3 separate regions of the Mus musculus genome follow, and regions 1 and 3 are each linked to region 2. The links are chromatin contacts, called in public Hi-C and promoter capture Hi-C maps. All regions are on one chromosome and are shown on one strand. Each heading gives the region's core, a stretch centred on a gene start, on an enhancer-like site or on the middle of the called end of the contact. The rest is flanking DNA. Distances are from core to core; before and after follow the strand shown. Region 1 has its middle 69 kb from the start of Tram1. Region 2 holds the start of Lactb2 (lactamase, beta 2). Region 3 has its middle 4.7 kb from the start of Gm39595.

The links. Promoter capture Hi-C pulls out the DNA fragments that hold promoters and counts their contacts. A called contact is a pair of places that touch in the nucleus more often than the background predicts.
Region 1: a Hi-C map of regulatory T cells shows a contact between it and region 2, with 2.1 times the contacts expected there. The contact joins the enhancer-like site here to the promoter of Lactb2 in region 2. A contact is called at or near these places in 2 of 39 promoter capture datasets (the HPC-7 cell line and pre-B cells), 1 of 15 datasets of contacts at CTCF or cohesin (large pre-B cells), 6 of 484 Hi-C or Micro-C datasets (the Ba/F3 cell line, the G1E-ER4 cell line, the N1E-115 cell line and 3 more), 7 of 115 datasets of contacts at active chromatin or transcription factors (the 230-238 cell line, CD8 T cells, double positive thymocytes and 4 more) and 4 of 9 other capture datasets (adipose tissue, liver, macrophages and 1 more).
Region 3: a contact with region 2 is called in a promoter capture Hi-C map of the HPC-7 cell line, with 3 times the contacts expected there. The contact joins the enhancer-like site here to the promoter of Lactb2 in region 2. A contact is called at or near these places in 4 of 39 promoter capture datasets (the C10 cell line, the HPC-7 cell line and pre-B cells), 4 of 484 Hi-C or Micro-C datasets (CD4 T cells, the G1E-ER4 cell line, the HPC-7 cell line and 1 more), 6 of 115 datasets of contacts at active chromatin or transcription factors (bone marrow-derived dendritic cells, embryonic stem cells, memory CD8 T cells and 3 more) and 1 of 9 other capture datasets (adipose tissue).

What each region holds. Positions count from the first base shown.
Region 1 is chr1:13,518,984-13,523,456 of GRCm38.p6, reverse strand. No RefSeq gene overlaps it. Among named protein-coding and RNA genes, the nearest start is that of Tram1, 69 kb to the left of the region's middle. Within about 2 kb of position 1,581, at least 11 of the 459 cell types and tissues checked have an H3K27ac peak or open chromatin away from gene starts, as enhancers often do. A contact at or near this core is called in CD8 T cells, memory CD8 T cells and regulatory T cells, where this site is marked.
Region 2 is chr1:13,658,158-13,662,900 of GRCm38.p6, reverse strand. It overlaps Lactb2 (lactamase, beta 2), which reads left to right and starts at 2,392. Exons shown (of 7, transcript NM_145381.2): 1 at 2,392-2,572. The coding sequence starts at 2,451.
Region 3 is chr1:13,424,569-13,429,599 of GRCm38.p6, reverse strand. No RefSeq gene overlaps it. Among named protein-coding and RNA genes, the nearest start is that of Gm39595, 4.7 kb to the right of the region's middle. Within about 2 kb of position 3,014, at least 280 of the 459 cell types and tissues checked have an H3K27ac peak or open chromatin away from gene starts, as enhancers often do. A contact at or near this core is called in the G1E-ER4 cell line, the HPC-7 cell line, the N1E-115 cell line and 6 more, where this site is marked.

The DNA of each region.
Region 1 (4,473 bases), core at 332-2,831, 140 kb after region 2:
CTTATTTAAACTGAGGCTCTGAAAAGCAAATTAAAAACCTATTAAGTACAGAGAAACCCTGTCTCGAAAAAACAAAAACAAACAAACAAAAAAACCTATTAAGAATAACTCTGATTTCTCTAATAACAGAATACTGACTTGTTTTACGTCAACTTAACACAGGCTAGAGTCATTTACCTGTGGTGCATTTTCTTCATTAATAACAGATATGAGAAGAATCAGCCCATTGTGGCTTGTGCAACCTCTTCACATGTGGTCCAGGACGGTATAAGAAAGCAGACTGGGCAAGCCATGTGGAGGTAGCCTGCAAGCAGCACCCTGGTGGCCTCTCCTTCAGTTTTGGCCTTAGGATTCTGTCTTGAGTTCCTGCCCTGACTTCCCTCATAATGGAGGTTGGCCCATGAGCTGTAAGTTGCTTATAACAGCAATAGAAACTATAACCAGGACAGACAGAAACTATACAGGAAGAAGTGAACAATTAAAAAAAGAAAGAAAGAGTAAGTTATGCAAGAATACATCTATAGGATGTACAGAGTTGGTTGTCAGTCAAAAACTAATGCCTGAAAACCAAACCAGCAAGTCAGCTACAGGAAGAAGTCACAACCGCTGTTCTGTATCTTTTAACACACACACACACACACACACACACACACACACACACACACACACACAAACACACACACACACACACACACACCCCTAGACACATACATGCATATATATATATATATACACATACATAAACATACACCTATACACATATATAAACACACACCTATACATATACATAAATATACAAACACACACCTACCTACATACATACATACATACATACATATACATATATACACATACCTGCATACATGCATATGCAAAAATATACACATATATAAACACATACAAACTACAAATGGAATTTTGTCAGCTATAACTTTATGAGAGCAGGTCTCCTTTTAGCTTGTCACTTAAACTTTTCAGTAGTTACAAATAAAAAAAAACCCTTAGTCCATTGGGCTTAGAGTATTCTGGGCCTTGTAATAGGCCTAATTTAAAAGGCAGTGGGGATGCTGGAGAGATGTCTCAATACTTAAGAGTATTGTTGCTCTTGCAGAAGACCTGAGTTCCATTCCCAGTACCCACATAATGGTTCATACATAACTGCAGTACCAGGGGAATCCAATAAGCACACATAGTGTACATACATGCATATGAGCAAAATATTCACACAGACATGAATCAATAAATAATTTTTTAAAACGGCAGTGGGTGTGGGTTAGCCTGACTGGAGTGATAGTTTGCCCTCCTTTGGGCTTCAAGCACGATCAGTAATTCCTATTGTCCTCCTATTTCTCTAAGTCTCTCCTAGATCCTGTTCTCCATAAAGAAGTAGCAAACTAGGAGGTTCATGAGCTCGTGGGACTCTGCAAATCAGCCTCTACCTGGAACACAAGTGTCCTTTGACCTCACCTTTTTTCCACTCTCCTTTTCAAAGACAAATTGGACTTTGGATGGGGGGTGAGGTACTGTCCTAGGTGTGGTCCATGCCACAGTTCCTTCACAGGATGGGGACAGTGGCTTCCAAGAGAAGTTTCTACTTTCTCTTTCCTCTATTGTTTTAGGTGACTTGTTTCCTCAGTTGTTTAAAGTGACTTGTAAAACCAAAACCAAAACCAAACCAAAACCAAAACCCAGAATCTTTAGAAAAAGCTGATGATCAGTACAAAAGTTTTGATGAGTCCAACGACCACACAGCAGCAAATGAACCCCACGCAGAGCCATCCTTTACCCCCTTCTCCGCCTTGTCTCTACGCTTTCACAGTTTCATACCTGCTATGTTAATTTGCTTAGATGGCCATAAGAATGCCAAAGGCCAGCGACTTAACCAATAACCACATTGACATTTGTTTGCATTTAAATTTTACCATTCTGAAAACTGTTTAAGACCAATCTGCTGGCTGGGCAGTGGTGGTGCACGCCTTTAATCCCAGCACTTGGGAGGCAGAGGCAGGTGGATTTCTGAGTTCGAGGCCAGCCTGGTCTACAAAGTGAGTTCCAGAACAGCCAGGGCTACACAGAGAAAGAAACCCTGTCTCGAAAAACCAAAAAAAAAAAAAGACCAATGTGCTGGCTGGGCACCCAAGACATCTTCTCCTTCCTTTTATTTTTATTTCTTTATTTACTTATCTATTTTTGCATGCAGGGTTTCTCTTTGTAACCCTGGCTGTCCTGGAATTCATTCTGTAGACCAGGCTGGCCTATAACTCAGCAATCCATCTGCCTCTGCCTCTGCATGTGCCACCACACCCTGCTCAAACTCTTCTTTTCTATCTCTCACAAGAAGAGAGACTCTTAGCTGCTTCTTCCTCTTTTTACAAAGGCAGTAATCTCACTGACATAGGCTCCATCCTTATGACCTCATTTAGCTTTAGTTACCTCCACAAAAGCCCTATTTATCCTCAAGCCTTGTCACAATTCGGGTTGAGACTTCAACGAATGAATTCAGGAAGAATTAATTGATAATACCCACTTTTGTATTCTTTCTGCTATTTAGCAACCTACTTGACATTTCTGTAAAGACCCAGTTGTTTTCATAATTATTTAATCTCAATTTAGGGTTTCTGCCCTGCTTTTATCATTCAGTTCCCAGATAAAAGACAAATAACTTTTATTTTTATGGTAAAACTTAGTCAACACTAGAGCTGGGCAGATATCTACCCTCTATGCTATTAGAATCTATTTCCCCATCAATATCCCTGAAATATAACTTGCAATGTTCCATTTGCACTGCTCTTAACCCCAATTGTTCAGCCCTCAGGCCACACATTTTTAACTCACTTACCCAATGGTGGCTTCCTCCTCTCTCCTGCTTCTTCTCCTCAGACTCCCAAGCCTGGGAACTCAAGAACACTGCCTATCTCTCTTCTGCCCAGCTATTGGCTGTGGCATCTCTATTCATTAGTCAGTGGTAACTGAGGGGCAAGGCTATATAGTGTCACTTGAGTATATGGAGACTCTTTTTCCCCTAGAGGCAACCAGGCCTGTGGGCCAGTATTTAGTATTACACTATAAGAAGAAGACCAAAGCTCAACAATTTTCCTTTTTTGTCTAATTAAAAAGCCTCATTCTCTTATAATAATCAACAACATATAGTAGAAACAATTATGAAAATTATTAGTAAGAGTTATATTTTAAAAGTCTAGTCTTGCTGGGCATGGTGGCACACACCTTTAATTCCAGCACTTGGGAGGCAGAGGCAGGCAGATTTATGAGTTCAAGGCCAGCCTGGTCTACAAAGTGAGTTCCAGGACAGCCAGGCTATACAGAGAAACCCTGTATCTAAAAACAAAACAAAAAATAAAATAAAACAAAACAAAAAGTACAGTCTTTTTTATATTTGGCAATTCAGAAGAAAGCAGTCTACTATCAATACTATCTTGGTGAGTTTAGAGTTTTGCATCTAATTTGATTTCTATCTTAATTTTTATCCTAATTTGCAATATTAACTTAAAAATATCTTCTTATACTTAAAACATTTCCTAACTGCTAAAAAGCTTAAGTTTAATTGTCAGACTATAACTATCTAGTCTTCAACCTTACCAGAGACTTAGAACAAATAAATATTTCTTGAGTATGTACAAAGCATAGGCACTCAGCTTCCAAAAATTATAGAAATGACAGACAGCTGACCTCCTAGACAATCCCCAATATTCTTCATAGTGTTGGAGCCTTTTGGCTCAGAATATCTGATAGAGCCTATGTAAAGGAAGACTTATGAAGGACTTGCTTACTTGTCTTGGCAGAGCTAGGCAGTTAACTATCCTGCATCCATTTGTCCTTTTTGGATAGCATTCTGTCTGTCTGAAGATGAATTTAGGGCATTTTCTTCTCTCAGTGTCTAGCTTGACACAATTGAGGTGAGCTGGATGGGGTTCTAGGAACCAAAGTCAGGTTTGCAAGAACAGCACATGCTCTTAAACTCAGAGCCATCTCTTCATCCATAAAGGCTCAGGCAGTTGCCAGGCATCTTCATCGTTTGTTTGCTGGTTTAGATAGTGTTTCGGTATGTATATAGCCTGGCATACCTAGAACTTGCTATGTAGATAAGGCAAACCTAGAGCATAGAGATTCACTTATTTCTGCTCCCCAAGTGCCAGCCTGATACAGATGTATTTTGGGAAAAAAAGAAAAAGAAAAAGGAAATCTAGGATAAATTATGTTTTTCCAAGACCATAAAAAAATGCTACAGAACCTTTCTCCCCCTTCACTCCAAGTTTGGTCTAGAAAAGAAAATATTCTAAGACCTAAGGACCTTTTCCTAGGTGTTTTCTTCAAGGGCCTGTCTTGCTAAGTAGAACTATGGAGAAGGTGAATCTCTTTAAGAAGTAAAGCACAGGGCTGCAGAGATAGCTCAGTGATTAAGAGAGCTTGATTTTGCAGAGGACCTGGGTTCAATTTTCTGCACTCACATGATGG
Region 2 (4,743 bases), core at 1,143-3,642:
GTTGAGACCCAGAGACTCAGTGGACACACCTGAGACTTAAGCAACTTCCTGCCCTTGCCAGACCCCTGGCCTGGAACACCCACCATGCTTCTCACTTAAAAGAAACTTGTCCTATGGTCATATAGGCCCAAAGCAGAGTTCTCCATGCTAATGAGGTACCTAGAGGCCCAGAAGGCTTCACCAATAAGCTTTCCTTCCCAAACACTCCTCCCTGTAAAAGGCACTGAATCTCAGTTCCACTCTGAGTAGTAGGATATGGTTTTATGCATTCATTTTCTTCCATGACAATAAACTATTTAGAACCATGCATGAACTGTTTCTTTTATCAAGATCTACCATAGTAAGTCATGAAAAAGGCATTCAACTACAGAGACACAACTTAATTCTCCTGCAAAAAGCCTCTCTGCACGTCCAATGACAACCACTATGAAGCCTGCCTCTGCCAATCTGAGGACAATCACCCATGGGACAAGCCAGAGCTCCCCTTTCTCCTCCCCCACCCCCACCCCTGGATTAGACACTGGTCCCAACTCTGTGGGCCTCCAAATCTGTTCTTGGCTCTTCTGTGATTGATTCTCAGCTGTGCCTGGATGTATGTCCAAAAGTCTGAGAAACCCACAGCCCTGGCCTCATCGCAGGCCCAGGGACCCCAGAACCAGTTCCAGCTTTCCCACATCTCAGACTGTGGTTTCCCACCCCTGAAGCTGTGTCTTGGTGCTTCCCTACAGCACTGCACCCATCCCACCAGCTGTAGACACAGTCAAACTCTCCAAGAGGCCATGCCCAGCGGACGCAGACCAACATATATCCATGCACTAGACTCCACTCAAGTAAGCATGCAGTCGCATACTTCACAGAGAAAGACAGCCTTACTGGGTTGTCCCAGACTGTCCACCCAGGTTTTTCTTCTACATAGTGAATTCAGTCTTGGTTGTGTGCCTCAGCATTTGCTGGAGGAGCCATATTCCTAAAAGGAGTAGGCTAAGGTAGTGAATACACTCTACATCTCTTTTGTGGTATATATTCATCATAATTTGATGGATATCTTAGGATCTGTGCATTTTCTTATAAGTAACTTATAACTAAAAATTTTAAAGTGGGAAGCAATGCTTAATACTTGCTGATTGGGAAAGGCAGAGAAAATTGGAAAAGACAGAGCAATTATATCACTTTCACCTTGGACACTAAACCAACCTATTTCCCTTGGCAAGGGTAGGATAGAGAGGAGATAAACAAGCCCCTCCACTCTGCGCAGATAGCACCATGTGCTCATGTAAAACAAGTGGAAGCAGAGCTTGGCTCTCCCAAACTCCAATTTACATTTATAAAATGGGGGGAAATTGTGCCTGTTAAGAGTTAAGAACTGCCGGGTGGTGGTGGCGCACGCCTTTAATCCCAGCACTTGGGAGGCAGAGGCAGGCATATTTCTGAGTTCAAGGCCAGCCTGGTCTACAAAGTGAGTTCCAGGACAGCCAGGGCTACACAGAGAAACCCTGTCTCGAAAAAAAAAAAAAAAGAGTTAAGAACTACGTGGGATTTTAAGAGTAGATAACTAATGGGGTTTGGGGCGATAGATCAGTTATTAAAGTGATTGCCTTATAAGCACGACAAGCAGAGGCTGATCCCCCAGAACCTATGTAAAAATGTGGGGCATGGTGTCTCATTTTTATAATGCCTGTACTGGGGAGATGGAGACATGGGAATCTCTGGGGCTGTCAACCGCTGGCCAGTCTGGCCTGGGTGGCAAGTCAACACTGGTGAAGGGTATGCACAGTTCCTGAGTCACCTGAAATTGTCAAATTGTCTTCTGGCCTCTGCAGATATGCACAGTCGCTTTTATTTTCTTTCTTTCTTTTCTTTACTTTTTTTTTTTTTTCCTGTTGTTGAGGATTAAAAAGTAATGTTCGGAGGTGGCCCTTGGCTAGACGCACACAGGTACAAGTAAGCATTGGTTGCCATCATTTATTGTAAAAGGTAAGCTATTCTTCAAATCACCAGCCTGCCATTCCTTCCTAAGTTGGTGACTCAGTAAATACTCCCCATACCTGCCTAGCTTGTGACCTTCCCTCCCCCACTTCTGGAGGTTAACTTCAATGAAGTAACTGCATTCTTCTTTATGGATATGTAAAGCTACTTGGAAACAAGGCTCAGAGACACAAGAAGCTCAGCGACGGAGCCGGCTGAGGCCAGTGCGGGCGGGTCAGGCCACCTCATGCCACAGTCACCGCGAACTCATCCCTCCACCCCACCCCCGTCACTTGGCTGACGGGCGTGCCAGCAAGTCGTAAGATAGTGGCCGCCAATCCGCTCCGGGCCACTGAGCGAAGTCCCACGTGATCCGCGCCGGGCCTGACGTCACGAGACCGCCGCCCTGCCCTCCGAGCCTGAGGTCGCAGCACGCTGAGTGACTTGGAATTCGGGTGCCGGCGGTCACCGAGGTAGATAGAGAGATGGCTGCCGCTCTGCAGCGCATCGAGCAGCTGTCCAGTCGGGTGGTGCGCGTGTTGGGCTGCAACCCGGGTCCCATGACCCTGCAAGGCACCAACACGTACCTGGTGGGGACCGGCAGCAGGTAAACGCCACCCCCGAGCCCCCGCAGCTCACGCAGTCACGTGGCAGGGAGGCAGCGAGAGGCCAGGCTAGCCCCCAGCGCGTCCCCGAGCTCTGCGGAGGACAGAGGGTGTAAGAAAAGCACAGGCTTCCCAAGTCTGACTCACAGTTTACTTGCTGTCTCGCTGCCCGCAGGTGGTGACCGAGTGAGTTTACCGTAGCCTGTGTGTTAGTGCACACTTGAAATCCAGTGTTTGGAACGCAGAGGCAGGAGGTCGCCCCCAGTACGAGGCCATCCTAGGCTACATAGCCACTTTCAGGCTTGGTTGGGTCATATAACTAGGCCCTTAAAAGTTTACTGTAAGCAATTGACTATACTAAATCCAGTCTCTTACAGTAGAGGGCAGAATTTGCTTCTAGTTCAACCGGAGTCTAAACCCGACAGAGCAACCCAGCCTGTGGGTAGGAGAAACTAACTCTTGCTTTTTCTACTAATCGTGTATGACAAGCATATCTTGTTTGCGTTTAAAGTCTCTATTATATTAACTCTTCTAGAGTAAAGGATATTTACAAGCATCGGACTCTAAAAGTAGACATAAAAGGTTTAGCCCAGAGTGAATCAGGCCAGGGGAAAGTACGGGACCTTTAGGCTTCCGGCATGCTTTTAGCAGCAGAGTGCCTAACCTCTAGAGTATGGTCTGAGCCCAGGACAATCTCTTCGATGTGCCACTTTAAACCCATTCTGAAGTCAGCACCTAAGCCGGAAATTGCAAATAGTCTGAATAACCCTGGAGAATGCCCTGCTGGAGTTTGCTGTATGGTTCCAGGACATTCAACACAGCCTGCTTTTCTTCGAGGGTTAAAATAGATGGCTGGTTTCTATGCAAACTGGATGAAGAAGTTACTAAGATGAACAGTTGCTAAGCACAAATGTTCACTGGAATCATATATTGTACTTAAGTAATAGTTTTATTTTTATAGGCTCTTTAGGTAGTAAGTAATGGTAAAATAATTAACGTGCAGATGATGCTACTCAAACTAAAGGGTGATTAGAAACAAATATTAACTGGGTCCAAAGCAGATGTTCAAGACTTGTGTCCACTGCTCCGCATCACAAAAAGGTCTAAGATGATAGGTGGCACTATATCATTGAACTCATTTTTACACTTCTGTTTCTGCTAACTTTGGGGCTCATTGGCCAATCCCTCCTTGCTGACACAACATCCTCTCTAGCTGCTGGTCTCTCATTCTCCATCTTTATCAGAGTTTTGTACTTCTCTAAATGCAATCCTAACTTCATGCTATTCAGTTACAGTTGTGTGTCATGCATGCGTATGTGTGTGTGCAAGTGAGTGTGTATGTGTGTGTGTGTGTGTTTTCTTAACTCTCCCCCATTACCTGTGCTCTTCAGACTGAACCCTACTAAAGTGAAGCACAGGCCTTCCTGAGTTGATCTTATAAACAGAACCATCACTGTATTTGAGCAAACAAAACGCTTAAACACTCCTTAACATTTTTCTCCTCCTGGCACACATCCAAGCCATCTTGGCAATGTGGTTTTGACTTCTATTAACCCATTCAGTTCTTGCATAGATGTCTGCACTAACCTCCTAACTGGGTTACCTGCCTCTGCTTTTATCCCTCAGCCCATTCTCCCAAAGGCAGCCATCTTGTTCACCCTCTGGCCCAGCCATGCAGCCTTCCTAGTGTCCCAGATGAGGCATATTTCGCCCTCCAGACTTTAAGTTCTCTTCCGATTTTTTCCACTTCACTCACTCTTTAGAGCTCACGTAAAATGTCAGTTCCTTGTGGAAGTTAGCCCTGACCTCTTAGACAATATTGTAATGCACTGTAGGTTTTGTGGTGTTTATCTCAACTGTAGTTTTTGGTTTTTGGTTTTAAGTTTAAGGTCTGTAATGTATGAAATCCACTGTCTCTCTCTACTTGGTTATCCCACTGTAATGGAAGATGAGCCAAGGTTTATTTTCATATTCCCAGCCCCAAGCCTTGGACAGCAGAAGTGGCATAGTGAATCCTTACTGAATATTTGCTTACATTTTTTTTCTCTTAATTTTTGCTTTTGTTTGCTTCTTGGAGTACTGACAGCTTTAGCTGTCCTTTGTCCTTTGTTCTGGTCAATTTGTAGACATCACAGTTCACTAAAACCCTGGTAGACCTACCCTGACATTAAAA
Region 3 (5,031 bases), core at 1,765-4,264, 230 kb after region 2:
AATTGTATTAGAAGTCTGTGGTTCTAGGTTAAGAACAAAGGCTCAGGCCTCAGTGGCATCTTGTTCAAACAGGGCAAGAAAGTAAAGCTGTAACTGACTCTGCCTCGGGAGCAGAGCCCGAAGCCTTCAGGCTCACAGAGGCTTGTGCAGTGTTTGGTGGATTCGGAAGGACTGAGCATCTCTTGGATGGCTCTCTGCAGGGACACAGGAGGCGTGGCCACTGTCATAGGCATTGACATGATCTCTGTGCTGCCTACATTGGGAGCTCCCTACAGGATTTTTTTGGAAAAGTTTTTTTTTTTTCTTTTTTCTTTGAAATGATTGTCTGGGCTTGTTGTGGCTTGTCTGAAGGTCATCGGACAAGTGTCTCCAAGATGCTTTCCCCCTCAATCTAGACATCTGGTAGATGGTTTGATGAGACCTGAGCTATGACTCTGCTCTGTGTCTTGAGGACAAACGACAGACCAAGAATTTGTAGAGCTACACAGTCTTTGTTAGAATGTGTTTATCAAGTGACAACACCACTCTTAATCAATTCTTAATGATGTCCAATCAGAAATTTAGTCATGATTGTCTTGTATGTTTGTTTTCCTATGATCAGAGATAGAGTCCTCTAGTGTGCTTGAATTTCTGATTTCAAGGCAATTGAATGAATTGTTAATTAAGTCTATTTAGGGAGATCTCATTGGAAAGTGAAGGGCTATTCAACAGATGGGGTATGTTCATGGGGAAAAAAAGAATGCTGTGTTCCATTGCAGACATGGCCTAGGGTGAACACTGACCCTGGGGATTCCAGAGAAACACAGGTCACAGTCAATGGGACATGTGTTCTTACCTCTCCAGGTCTTATTACCCCTTTGAGTATAACTCATAAGAAAAGAAGCCCCACACCAGATGGAAATACAAGAGAACTAGACAAATATCTCAGCTCGCTAGAATCCATCTTAGGGATCCTCTAAGAAAAGTCAGGTAGGGGGAAGTGGGAAACTGTAATAGGTTTGGAGGGGATTCATTCCAAACTGTGATATAGTTATCACTGAGGGATGAGGGCACAGAGACATGGAGCGCCAACTTTACAGTTAGAGGTATGAATGTCAGAAAAATGACTCCGAGAACTACAGGAAGGATCCACAGCTGAGGCTAGAAGGCTCAGTGTGCATGTCTACACCATGACCTCTCAAGGTGTGTGATCCTCAGAGGCCTGCTACTCGAGGGACTAAAGATGACAAAGCTATCAGGGGAGCTTTTAGGGTCCCAGCACAGAGACAGATGTTGTCCTGGCCATCTTGACTCAAGCTTTCCTCAGGCCTTCCAAGTCCACGGTCCTTAAACTGAAGTGCAGCCTTCAGAATAAGGAGCAGAAATAGCCACAAGGAGGGTGGAGCCAGCTTGCTCTGAGGGGCTTTTTGTCTGGTGATTCTGTGACTAAAGATAATATTTGTTTATCTTGTAGTTTAACTTGTGTCTTGTAATCCAGCAAGCTAGAGAGAAAAATGTGGAACTACAAGTGAGTTAGTGAGCGATCCGATCCGTCGTACAGGGTATAATTTGCAGGCCTGGGACAGGCTGCAAGAACACAATCAGCAGTTAGGAGAGAATGTGGTTTTTCTGCACTCTCTCCAAGCCGACAGAAGGATAACTTGAAAGTGCTGATTGCAAAGAGCATTTGCTACAGACTCAGCTGCTTCACTCACAGAAACAACTGTATTGGAAACACGGGTTTTTTTTTTTTTTTTTTTTTCCTCAACACTCTAAATTCCTACATAGTTAGATAATACCATAAAACTAAAATCCTTCCAGAGTGCTCCAAAGCCACAGTAAATGGAAGACTTTAAACTTGTCAACCAGACATCAGAACGTGATTAAGGCAGCTCTAATACCATGTCAGCTGTTATACCAGAGTCAGCTGTTATACCAGAGGGATGGGGACGCGTGGAGCATCAAGAAGATGGCTCAGTGGGTAAAGCCTTGCACACTAAAGTCCGTTGACCTCAGTTAGATTCCCCAGAACCCACATAAAAAATCCAGAGGTGGTGGTGCACATCTGTAGTCCTCAAACACCCACAAGGAGGCACGAAGTGAAGACAGAGGAATCACCTAGAAGCTCACAGGTCAGCGAGCTGAGTAAACAGAACCTTAGAAACAAGAGAGACCCTGCTTCAAACAATAGAGGAGGGAACCAAGTCCTCTGGCCTACAGCAGGGCACAGATGCATCAGAGTTACTAAGGTGACATAAAAGTACCAGCGAACACACTAATGATCATAAGTAAAATTAGTTATTCTCTACGACTGGAATGAAAGAGCCACTGTGTTTGCCTGTCATTTCCGCTGTTCAGGAGGCTGAGGCAGCAAGATCACGTGAGCTCAAGGGGTTAAGGCAAGCAGTGGGCATCTCAGCCAGCTCTTGCTCCCTACAGAGAAAAGACAGACAGCCAATGAGATGACTAAGGGGGAAAGGACATTTGCCACCAGCAAGCTTGATGATCTGAGTTCAATCATTGGGGATCCACGCAGTGGAGAGAGCAGACTGCAGCAAGCAATCTGCCTGACCTCCACACCCATGTCTTGGCAGGCGCGAACTTCCCCACCCCCTGTCGTACGCCCCACTCCACCTCACCCCACCCCCGCGCTCGCACAAACATACGCAGGCAATTTCAAAAGAAATACGTAGATAGAAAGAAGAGGAGAGAGAAGGGGGGAAATGGGGGAGGGGGAACTAAAGAGTTCAGGCCCCAGGATTTAGCTCAACCGGTAGAGTACTTGTGTAGCACGCATAAAACCCTGGGTTCAGTCCCCAGCTCTGCATAAAGCAGATGTTGTGATCCCTGCGTGTAATCTCCACTACTAGTGAGACCAGCCTGGGCTACATGAGATCATGCGTCAAAATAACAAGGAAAGAAAGATGGGAGCAAACAAAGCGCAGAGAAATTGCAGGAAGGAGTCAACTCGGCCGGCCGAGTCTGAGTCTGTCCGAGTCCGGCAGAGAGTTCCTCCTCCCTGCCGCTGGCTCCTCCTCGAGCTCTGGCCACAGGCTAGGCTCAATAGTATTGAAGTGGCGCCAACAGCCAGTTAGCAAAGCAGCGGGGCAGCAAATTGATTATACAGTTAGCTGTGGAAAAACCGAATTTCTTTATTAAGGGAAAATGAAATCCGGTTAATTGATGCTGCCACGACCCTACCCCCACCCCACCCCCCACGTGCCAGTTACCCCACTGCCTCTTTTGGCTCTTTCACTTCGCTGTGAGGCTGAAACGCGGCCAAAAAAAAAAAAAAAAAAAAAACCGACAGAAGCTTTACTCATTTAAAAATAAGGCAGGTTTTGAGCCGTCCCCGCCCCGCCCCGCCCCGCCCCCCCCCCCCCCCACTTTGCATGATGATTTTTCCAGCTACAATTACTGTAACTCACTCATTATAGAGGATAGCATGGCAGGCAAACAGGCAAGGGGGGGAAAAGTGTGGTAAGACAGTTGGCAGGATGTGAATTGGGAGCCTTTGCCATCTAATTTTAAGCAGTATTTATAGAGAGCACCCATAATACAGCATTCAATGTCTCACAGAAAATCTCTTAAGTAGTAGAAACATTTACTGAAGTCATTAGTGCAGCTCATGGACACCAATGAGGGAAAAAATTAATAAGGCTGCTAACTCCAAATTGAAAGGACAGGATCTAGGTGGGTACATCTTCATGGTGTGATCTCCAATTATAAAAACCACACGCCGGGGTTACCTCCAGACTCTAAGATGACACTGATGATTCACACAGTCCCAGAAAGCTTGCCAAAGATGAGCATTGTATGTACAGTTTTCCTTTCTAAGTCCTAAAACAGCTCCAGCTTGCGAGCACTTGCCAGACTCCTCCTTTGGGATCACTGGGAATTCCCAAATAGTTATAAGACATAATATAGAAAGAGTATGTATGCCCTTTGTCCAGGCTCCTTGAAAGCAACATCCTGTAGTTATAGCACAAATCTTATCACCAGGAAATGTGCATTGGTAAAAAAATCTAGCAGGCTTCTATGCATCCATTAAGTCTTACATGCTTGTATGTGTGCAAGCTCATAACGTGTATGTGTTCATGTCAGCATCATCAGTCAAGATACATCCCAAGTCCACGTGAAGACCAATCTTGCTACTTACTCTCTCAAAGCCTGGCCACCATCTTAGACCACTAATACGTTTCCATCTCTGAATGCGGTCATTTCAAGGATGTTGTAGTGAGTGGGACCATACATCTCAAGACTGACTTTTCATTTGCTACCAATTCATTGAGATTCATCAAAGTTGTTGTATATATATATATGTGTGTGTGTGTGTGTGTGTGTGTGTGTGTAATTTACTCCTTTTCATTGTTGAATAATATTCGATGCATGGATGGATTATTTGTTTAATCACTCATCTTTTGAAGGAATTGTGAGTTGTCTTCCAAATTTCGGTCGTCAGAAGTAAAATTATTGTAAAGATTTGTATATAGGTTTTATGTAAGCATCAATTTTCATTTTCCTGAGACAAATGCCCAGAATAATTTTCATATGTTGTGTGTGTATACACTGTGGTGGTTTGAGTGTGTTGTGTGTGTGTGCACTGTGGTGGTTTGAGTGTGTTGTGTGTGTGTGCACTGTGGTGGTTTGAGTGTGTTGTGTGTGTGTACACTGTGGTGGTTTGAGTGTGTTGTGTGTGTATACACTGTGGTAGTTTGAGTGTGTTGTGTGTGTGTACACTGTGGTGGTTTGAGTGAGAAATGTCCTTCACAGGATTCAGATATTTGAATAACATTTGGTCCTAAGTTGGTGGTACTGTTTAGGAAGCTAAGAAATATTCAGGAAGTGAAGCCTTTCTGGAGGAAGTATGTCACTGGAGGATGGCCTTGGAGAGTTTATAGCCTAGCTTTGCTTCTGGTTGGCACCCTAGACTTCCTGTGTGTCTCTCAACTTCCTGCTTTAGCAACCAGCTCATCCCTCTCCCTGAAATTATGGACTCCTTTTCTGGAACAGTAAGCCAACATGAACTCTTCTCTCTGTAAGTTGCCTTGG